Regions from separate parts of the Mus musculus genome. Here region 2 is linked to region 1. The links are chromatin contacts, called in public Hi-C maps. All regions are on one chromosome and are shown on one strand. The core of a region is the stretch at or near the end of the contact, and the rest is flanking DNA. Distances in the headings are between cores, read along the strand shown.

Region 1 (4,072 bases), core at 1,029-3,528:
AGTACAATGTCATCGGTGTCTGAAGGCCTCCACCATCCAGGCATTATTTATGGACTTGGGACTGTAAATCTTTTCCATATGACCTTGACGTGTGGCTTCCATCCTTTGGGACAGGTTACATGATACAGCTGAGCCTCCATTCCAGGCTGCTCCTCCCCAGCCTTGCAGTCTTTCTCTCCACACACTTCCCTCTTCTCGTGTTAACTTGGATTCCATCCTGGCAGAGCTGCGGGGCTGCTGGGGGTCACGCAGGCCTGCTCTGCCACTCTAAGGAGAAACTCAGGGAAGAAGAGCAGGGCTTAGTCAAAGAAACCAAGACTGGAAAACAAGGCTCCCTTCCTGCACTCTGGGAAGCTCAGAAAGGTGACATTTCATCTTAGCTGCAATCCAACCTGCAGAGACCAGTAAGTGCCTAAATGCCTTTCTCCAGTCCGAGTCACCATCCTTCACACTTTGTGATATGTTACATCATATAAATTATAATGTGTTATATAAAATATAAATATTATATCAAACATCACACATGTCATATATGTCATATAATCAGATGTCAGACATATCATCTCATATATCATATTATACAAATAGAATATATAATAATACATATAATATATAATATATTCTGTAATTTGTATAATATAATATAATATTTCTGGGAAAAAGAATGCTGAGACTGATGTTAATTGAGCACTTTCTATGTGCTGACTGCTTTGTGTCAATGATCTCATTTGATCACAACAACAGCCCCAAACACAGGTCCCATCAGTCCCACTTTCCTTCACTCAGCCTCACCTTCTTCATATTCAAGATGACCATGGGGTAAGTTCCAGAAAAAAAAAAAAAACATAATCCCTGGGTAGCTTGCCTCTTAATAGTGGTGCTAGCAGAAGATGTAGACTCCAGACTCAAACTACATTTGAGAAAGAAGCTCAAAAAGCCTGCATACTTGAGGGTTCTTTCAGAAGCAGGTGGGTAGGAACAGGAGGCTGGAGGAGAGGTGAGCTCAAGCATTTGCTTTGCTCACAGTTGTGTTAGGCTAATAATTGCGCCTGTAGCAGAACAGCCTTGTTGCTAAACCATTGAGATTAGAGAGTTACTTCTTGGTCACTCCATAGTACGAACAAACGGTCAATCGGAAGGAAGCCTTTCCGGAGGCGATTCAAGGCCAGATGTGAAGAAGAAAGGAAGGACGAGGTATTGCACAACAGAGAACAAACACAAAACTTCCACTCCTCCACCATGGCTCACTGGGCACAAGGGGTCCCAGAATGAGGTTAAGGAAACCGTATTTTTAGTATGCTGTTATAAAAAGGCAAAGGGTTAAGTTGGTCATGACGACAACTGCCTCCTGAGGCAGGAAGATCACAACTTCATGGCCAGTCTGGGCTGCACCGTGAGACCCTTACTCCAAAGTAAGTAATTTATTAAGAAGAAAAGAGCAGGAACTCCCTCAGTAGTGTCTGGAGATTCGTCCTCAATGGCTGGATGAGATGCGCCCTCTGGGAGTGAGCTTCTCCCCCAAGACAGGGAAAGCCCTCAAAGAAAACACACTAACCAAAGCCGTGAAGGCAGAAAGCTTCTATCTCTTGATACAGAGCCCTCTCCTGCAAGGTCTTGCGTGCTCTTTCCACCGGCAGAGGAGAACCAAATGCCACCCAGCTCCTTCTGCGCTCTACCCTAAGAGAATCTGCGAGAAGTTTTTCATCGCTGAACCCGGTTGCCGAGATGGGGTCACGCATCACACCTTTCATTTCCATGAAAATCCCAGATAAATGCAGCTGAGGAAAGGGGGGCACAGACGTTTGTTTCTAAGTTCTGAAAATTACTGAGTTGGCCTGTCTGGACTAAAGACTCTCAGGAAACCAACCCAGGTGGAGGAAACGGGCTGTGTTGACTTCTCACTCCGAATTCTGGATTTCAACAGCACTGAAGCGCCTGGGTTTCTGCCCATGAGATAATTGGGAAAACTTTTCCCTGTGGGTCTCAAACAAGATAATGGCTTACAGGTTCCAAAATTCACATGTAACCTTCAGGTGCAAAGCATGGGTTTCTTTTAGCAAAGGGTTGATGCAATCAAATTGAGAGTACGCTAAAATACAAGGCGGGGGGGAAAACATTGGAAGATAAAACATTAACGAAAATCACCAGTGAAGAAATCTGGTTTGGGGGCTGTTTTTGGCATTTTGAGTCCTTTTCTGTTGAAACTACAGGAGGTTGCGAGCTTCACAACTGGAGGCAGCACCGCCCCCTACAGGAGGCTTGTAGAATTACAGAGACGTTTTTTAGTAGAGACAAAGGATCTATCTGGCATTTGGCTAGCAAAGACTTGTTCATGTCCTGTGTAGAGATTCTTTCCCCTCACAAAGGAAAGGCCAGCCTAAGAGCACTAGCAGAGTGGGGAAAACACCACAGAGAGCATCTTACTGCTGGGATCAAGCGTCCATCATGTAAACTGGCCTAACTTCATGATTTGGTAACTAGGAAACTGACAGGTTAGGACAGGTTTTGTATCCATGGATCCTTCTGGCTTAAGTAGTATGGATATTTTCTATCTCTTTTTCTCTTTGTTTTACACACACACACAAAGACAGAGAGAGAGAGAGAGAGAGATAGACAGAGAGACAGAGAGACAGGCAGAAATCAATTTCAAACTTCTTGAAATTTTCTTATTTTAATAGTCTGATTGATTTTAAATGAATATTTCCTTCCTTATTATTATACATTGTAAGGAATGGATTGGCTACATTATACCAGGACATTTCCTGTCAGAGTCAACCCCTCAATAGCAGGAGAATATCTTTTATTGATGCCTGTACTCACTCATTTGTTCACTTGAAATAATATTCCTAATAGCTAATAGACATCAGACACTTCTTATTTATCAGGCAGAGCTTACATGGCCTTTAGCCAATGAGTCCTCTGCACTGGGGGCCGTGGGTGAGTTTAATTATCCTGTAGTACAGGTGAGGAAACTGGGGTTACCTGAGCTTAAGTATCGTGCCCAGATTCACACAACTAAGACGTCTGTCAGGAGCTGGAGACCTAAGAAGAGAATTGAAGTTCATGAACTCAGAGAGCTTCATTGCACCAGGCAGATAAAGCAGTAACTTCAGAAGGGCAAGACCCAGTCTCTGAGATGGTACCTCTGCCATTTGTGCGCATGGACAGCACAGAGCCTAGGAGCTGCAGAGCAGACCCTGGGTGAATGGCATCAGAGGTGAAGCTAATGACGGCAGGTCAGAGAAGCAAACACATCAGGTACACACTGGTGGGGAGCCCCAAAGGAGAGAGCAGGGGTGGCCGGAACTAGAAAGGACTAGGATTGTAACTCACTACTCTAAAATCTGTGAAGAAAGGGTGCCTTGCACAAGTCTTAGGGTCGGACTGGAGTAGGAATGAATAGTTGGGACACAGTGTAACTCCAGCACGGGCACTCTCACCAACATAAATGGGTCCATCTGGCTTTCCCAAATGTTAGCTCACAGAAAAGGAGGGGGGGAACTAGAGCTTTCTCAAAGCTAAATCTTTCCTACCATTTCTTTGAGTCTTTGCATCTCCCCCACAAGGTAATCATCATTGTCTTCTTTTATAAATGGAAGCCGAGAAAGAAAGGGGGTATGGAATCTCCCTCCATGGCTAAGGAAAGTCGCTGTGGCCAGGCACAGGTCAGGTGTGTCCCTGCATGGAGGCCCAGAGAAGCCTGGGTGTGAAACAGTGAGTGTGAAGCCAGGATGGCCTTGGAGATCCCAAGGTGCTAGAGATGCCAGAGCCAAGGGATACCTGCTGAAGAATCCTGTCAATCCTATATTTTGGAATGGTAATGTATATCCTGTGCTATGTTATGTTGGAGGTATATGATCTGCTTTTTATATCTTGGTTTTATAGGGGATTACAGTTAAGAGATTGCAAGAATCTCAGAAAAGACTTTGAATTTTGGACTTTTAAACAGTGTTGAGACTGCGATAAACTGGAGGGACTTTTGATGTTGGACTAATGCATTCTGCATCAAGTTATGGCTACAAGCCCATGGGGGTCAGGGATATAGTGGTTTGAATAGTGATGACCCCCATAG
Region 2 (4,246 bases), core at 380-2,879, 280 kb after region 1:
AGCACAATCTTTGAACTTGGGAACTAGTCTGCAAATAAGAAAAAAACACTATCCCATTTAATGTATCTGGTTCAATGTGTGGCATTCAGTTAGTTCTATGCAAAGAAATTCAGTTTCCTTATTGGCTACATGAGAGAATGCCAAGATGAAGTATATAGCAAGAGCATACCACACATATTGCTGATGAAAAGATACCATCAGGAAGCTATGCAGACATGGCGGACAAGTCAGAACACCATCTCAGGATAAAGGCACAACACAGCTCCACAGACAAATATCCTCAGGACCGTGAAGAAAGCAAAGCCTAAAGCCGAGTTAGAGGATCTCCAAGAGATCTTACCTTTCTGTCATCCCACAATCTGTGTCCCAGTAAAGACGGGGCCACAGCAGATATGGGAAACCTTCCCAAGGTCTTGTCACCACCCTGCCAAGGATTGTTGGTGCTACCAAGAGAATAATTCCTAATCTGGGGCTCTTCTTGCTAATGTTTAAGCAGAATGTAGTCATTGTGGTCTTGTTAGTTTCAGGTTCTTTGTGAGGATGAAAACCATGTGAAATCCTTACATTTGCATGTCCCCTGATGATTGCAACCGAATAGCATTTACTAAGAACCATGCTCAGGACCTTAAATTTGTTTCCTGTATCAACTCTTACAGCATCACTGAAAAAAAAATGGGTTTCTGGCACTTACAACCCACGAAGACCCAATTAGCACAGAGCATGAAGCCTCCAGGGCAGGGTTGCTTAATTCCTGTCTTCATGCTCAGCCTGGACCCTGGAGCATTCAGTAAATAGTTGTTGTTTTAATGTGGTTCTGTGGAGGAAACTGTGTAACTAGGAACATGTTTTAGAAGGTGAAGTGAGACATTAGTGTTAAGAGCCATATTGGGCTGACCTATGAGTGCTTTCAAGTCATAAGGATGGTTGAAAGTATGATGTCTGGACTTGTAGTCCCACGACCCACTGCACCTCTAGAGATCACGTTTTCCAAGAGCAGGTCTAGAGTAAATTTGAGGGGACTGTTTGGGGGAGAATCAAGGTAGAGAGAGAAGCTCCCATTTCGTGTTTTCCTTTTTTTACCAGGTAGGGAGAATCTTTTTCCCACTGATTTTCCTTAGAACTCCTTGGGCCATCCCAGTGTACGAACGTAGCATGGTGTCTTAGGGTTTTACTGCTGTGAACAGACACCATGACCAAGGCAACTCTTATAAAGGACAACATTTAATCAGGGCTGGCTTACAGGTTCAGAGGTTCAGTCCATTATCATCAAGGTGGGAGCAAGGCAGCATCCAGGCAGGCCTGGGGCTGGAGAAGCTGAGAGTTCCACCTCTTGTTCTGAAGGCAGCTAGGAGAAGACTGGCTTCCAGGCAGCTAGAATGAGGGCCTTAAAGCCCATACCCACAGTGACACACCTACTCCAACAAGGTCACACCTAATAGTGCCACTTCCCAGGCCAAGCATATTCAAACATCACACTTGACAATGAGGGTATTCATGGGGATGGCCCTAAGGTAAACCAGATGGCTACCAGAGGCAGATGCAGTTTCAGATTCTCCTCGTGTGTCAGTTGCCCATGGCTGCTAGAACAAATCACTGTACATTCAGTGGTAAAGCATCTAAAATTATGAATGTATGATCTCACTACTCAAGAGGCCCTAAGTCCAAAATTAACTTTCCTAGGCTGACTCAAGGCATTAGCGTCTCTGAAAATGCTAGGAAGAAATCAGTTTCCCTCTTTCTGAAGCCTGGATCTTCTTTCCGTCATCCATGGCCTCTATCCTGCCAGCCAGGAGTACAACATCTTCACATGCTACTGGGACCCTGCCTGTTGCCCCCTGCCTCCCTCCTGCCTCCATGCTCCCATCCCTTCACCTAACCTCCCTCCCTCATCCAGCTGGTAAAGACCTTTGTGGTTGCTTATAGCTCTGCTGGGATAGGCCAGATCCTTAAGATCTCATATTCTCACATCCCAAGTACTAAGTAGGGGGTTCCTGGGAACCCGTTATTCTAGCTAGCACACCTTGCCTTTTATGATTGCTTTTGAACACCTCCCTCCAGAACAAGGACAAAATGCTGATGAAAGGTGATTAGACAGAAAGTGCTGAGCATAAGCAGGAGGGCTCAAGTTTAAATCCTCACCATCCATGTTTTTTAAAAACTGTAGCTAGAGCCCAAGTACTATGTGGGGTGGAGACCAGAGGCTCTCTGGGGTTCATGGCTCACAGCCTAGCTCCAGGTACTGTGAGCAACCTTCTCTGAACACAGTGAGAAAACATAAGGTCAGACATCTAATGTCCTCCTAGAGCCTCCACATGTGAGTACAAGCACGCCACTTGCACACACAAATACATACATCGCGCGCGTACACACACACACACACACACACACACACACCCCAAAAGAAGAGGAAGTTCAGACTCTCCAAAGATTGGCCTTCCCGCTTCAACAGCATTGATTAACACGCAAAGATCCAGGGACGTCTAGCTCAAGCCTCAGGTCACTGTCCCTCTCCACAGCCCTCCACCGAGTTCTTAGGAAGAAACACACATGAAAATTTTGAAAACAAAACAAAAACATCAAACCTAAGCTAGGAGAATCGCTACTTCTTAGTCTAGCCAACAGCACCCCCTGGTGCCCAATAGCAGAATGAGGCATAAGGGCTGCAGCTGGGGGAAGAATGAAGGGTCTTTACCTGCTGGCCAGGAGACAGAGACAGCATAGGCTCAGGCCAGAAGACAGAGCTGAGGCTGATACCAGGCAAGAGCGGCATTTTCAAACTTCCCAATTAAGTCTATGCCTAACAGTTCAACAACACAGCAGACACCGTCAGAAGTCCCTTTGGTCCTGAGGATTTAAAAATGCCTAAGGTAGGACAAACTCTACTCAGAACGCGTCTAGACTAGGCTATGAACGCTAGAAAAGAGACTAGCCCCAACTAGCAGCTGTGTGCTGCGAGGCTCATAACTCGCCCCCTCTGTGCCAAGTTTCTCATCAGTAAAACACAGATGACCAAAAGTCTCTGGGTTAAGAGAATTAATATACAACCCATGTAAAGCACTCAATAGGGTAGTAGTTTGAATTTTTTATTATGGTTGGTTTTAATGTCGCCTTCTACATTAGAATCACCTTGAGTAGGAAGCCAAAATCCAGATTGCCTTGAATGATGGGAAAACCCGCTCCAGTGTGTGCATCTTCCCGGAGCATCCTGGGTAAAGGGGCGTGGCAGAAGGAAGAGCGGCCCACCTTTTGCTCCTTGGCCTCCCCTCCTGCGCTGAGTAAATTTGCCTGTTGTTGGAGATGATTCTTTTGTCTTCTCAGAACCCGAGTCTGCAAGCTCTTACTACAGACAAGGGACCAGCGGTTCTCCAGAAACCTTTTGCGTTTCCAGAACCAGATTAGGGACCCCTGAGGTACCCAGCCTTTTAGTCTGAGCAGCCTCTGTGGGGCTACTCCAACTGCTGAGGCACGAGCCTCACGGACTGCATTTTCAGCTCTGTAGCATATGTCTGCTGGTGCTATTATTTTAAAACTGACTTCACGAATTCGCGTTTTTTTTCATCCTACTTGTTCCATTCCTCCAGAGAACCCTGACAATTACAATTACAACTGCAGAAAGAGTTGGGGGCTGACTGGGGATACAGAGATGGGAAAATGGATAACATACATACTGACATTCACCTGTCACTGCTTGCTAGCCCCAGTGAGTGATCTGCCAGATTGAGACAAACCTTCTAAATTCTCCTCAGTGTCATTCATTAGTAGAGAAGGGGACACAGGGCCATGCAAACTCCCTTTAGCATCTTCCATTTAAAGAGCCTCGTTGGCGGAGCCACGGCAGAGCTGGAAACAAGTGCAGTTTGCGTGAGGCTCTTTAGCAAATGCAAGCTTGCTTGGCTGTTACCGGGTACAGTGACTTGTGCTGTGGTCTTCTCTGGCCAGGATTCCTGGATGTTATTGTACGTGAAAACCTCTGTGGGCCAGATAACCAGAGTGACGTTGTAATAAACATCATAAATAAATTGATGGAGCCCTGACAGACTTCAGGCTGTAGCTTGGTAAGCTTATTTCAGCCAGCCCCATAGATATTGTACGAGGCAAACATTTTAAACCCCACTCCTCAGATAGGAAGACTGAGGCTTAAGGAATTTTCTATCTTGCCCAAGGAAAAACCAATATTAGGAAAAGAAAAAGAAAGAATTCATACTCAAATCTGATGCCAATAAGTTTGACCAGTGAGGCTGCTGCT

Evidence for each region. A called contact is a pair of places that touch in the nucleus more often than the background predicts.
Region 2: a Hi-C map of cumulus cells shows a contact between it and region 1, with 6 times the contacts expected there. The contact joins two enhancer-like sites. A contact is called at or near these places in 1 of 39 promoter capture datasets (hippocampal neurons), 1 of 15 datasets of contacts at CTCF or cohesin (the NIH/3T3 cell line), 47 of 484 Hi-C or Micro-C datasets (the C2C12 cell line, the HL-1 cell line, adipose-derived mesenchymal stem cells and 29 more), 4 of 115 datasets of contacts at active chromatin or transcription factors (astrocytes, embryonic stem cells, fibro-adipogenic progenitors and 1 more) and 1 of 9 other capture datasets (embryonic stem cells).

The regions. Positions count from the first base shown.
Region 1 is chr4:105,939,738-105,943,809 of GRCm38.p6, forward strand. No RefSeq gene overlaps it. Among named protein-coding and RNA genes, the nearest start is that of Gm29922, 96 kb to the left of the region's middle. Within about 2 kb of position 2,279, at least 12 of the 459 cell types and tissues checked have an H3K27ac peak or open chromatin away from gene starts, as enhancers often do.
Region 2 is chr4:106,223,037-106,227,282 of GRCm38.p6, forward strand. No RefSeq gene overlaps it. Among named protein-coding and RNA genes, the nearest start is that of Gm12724, 12 kb to the right of the region's middle. Within about 2 kb of position 1,630, at least 19 of the 459 cell types and tissues checked have an H3K27ac peak or open chromatin away from gene starts, as enhancers often do.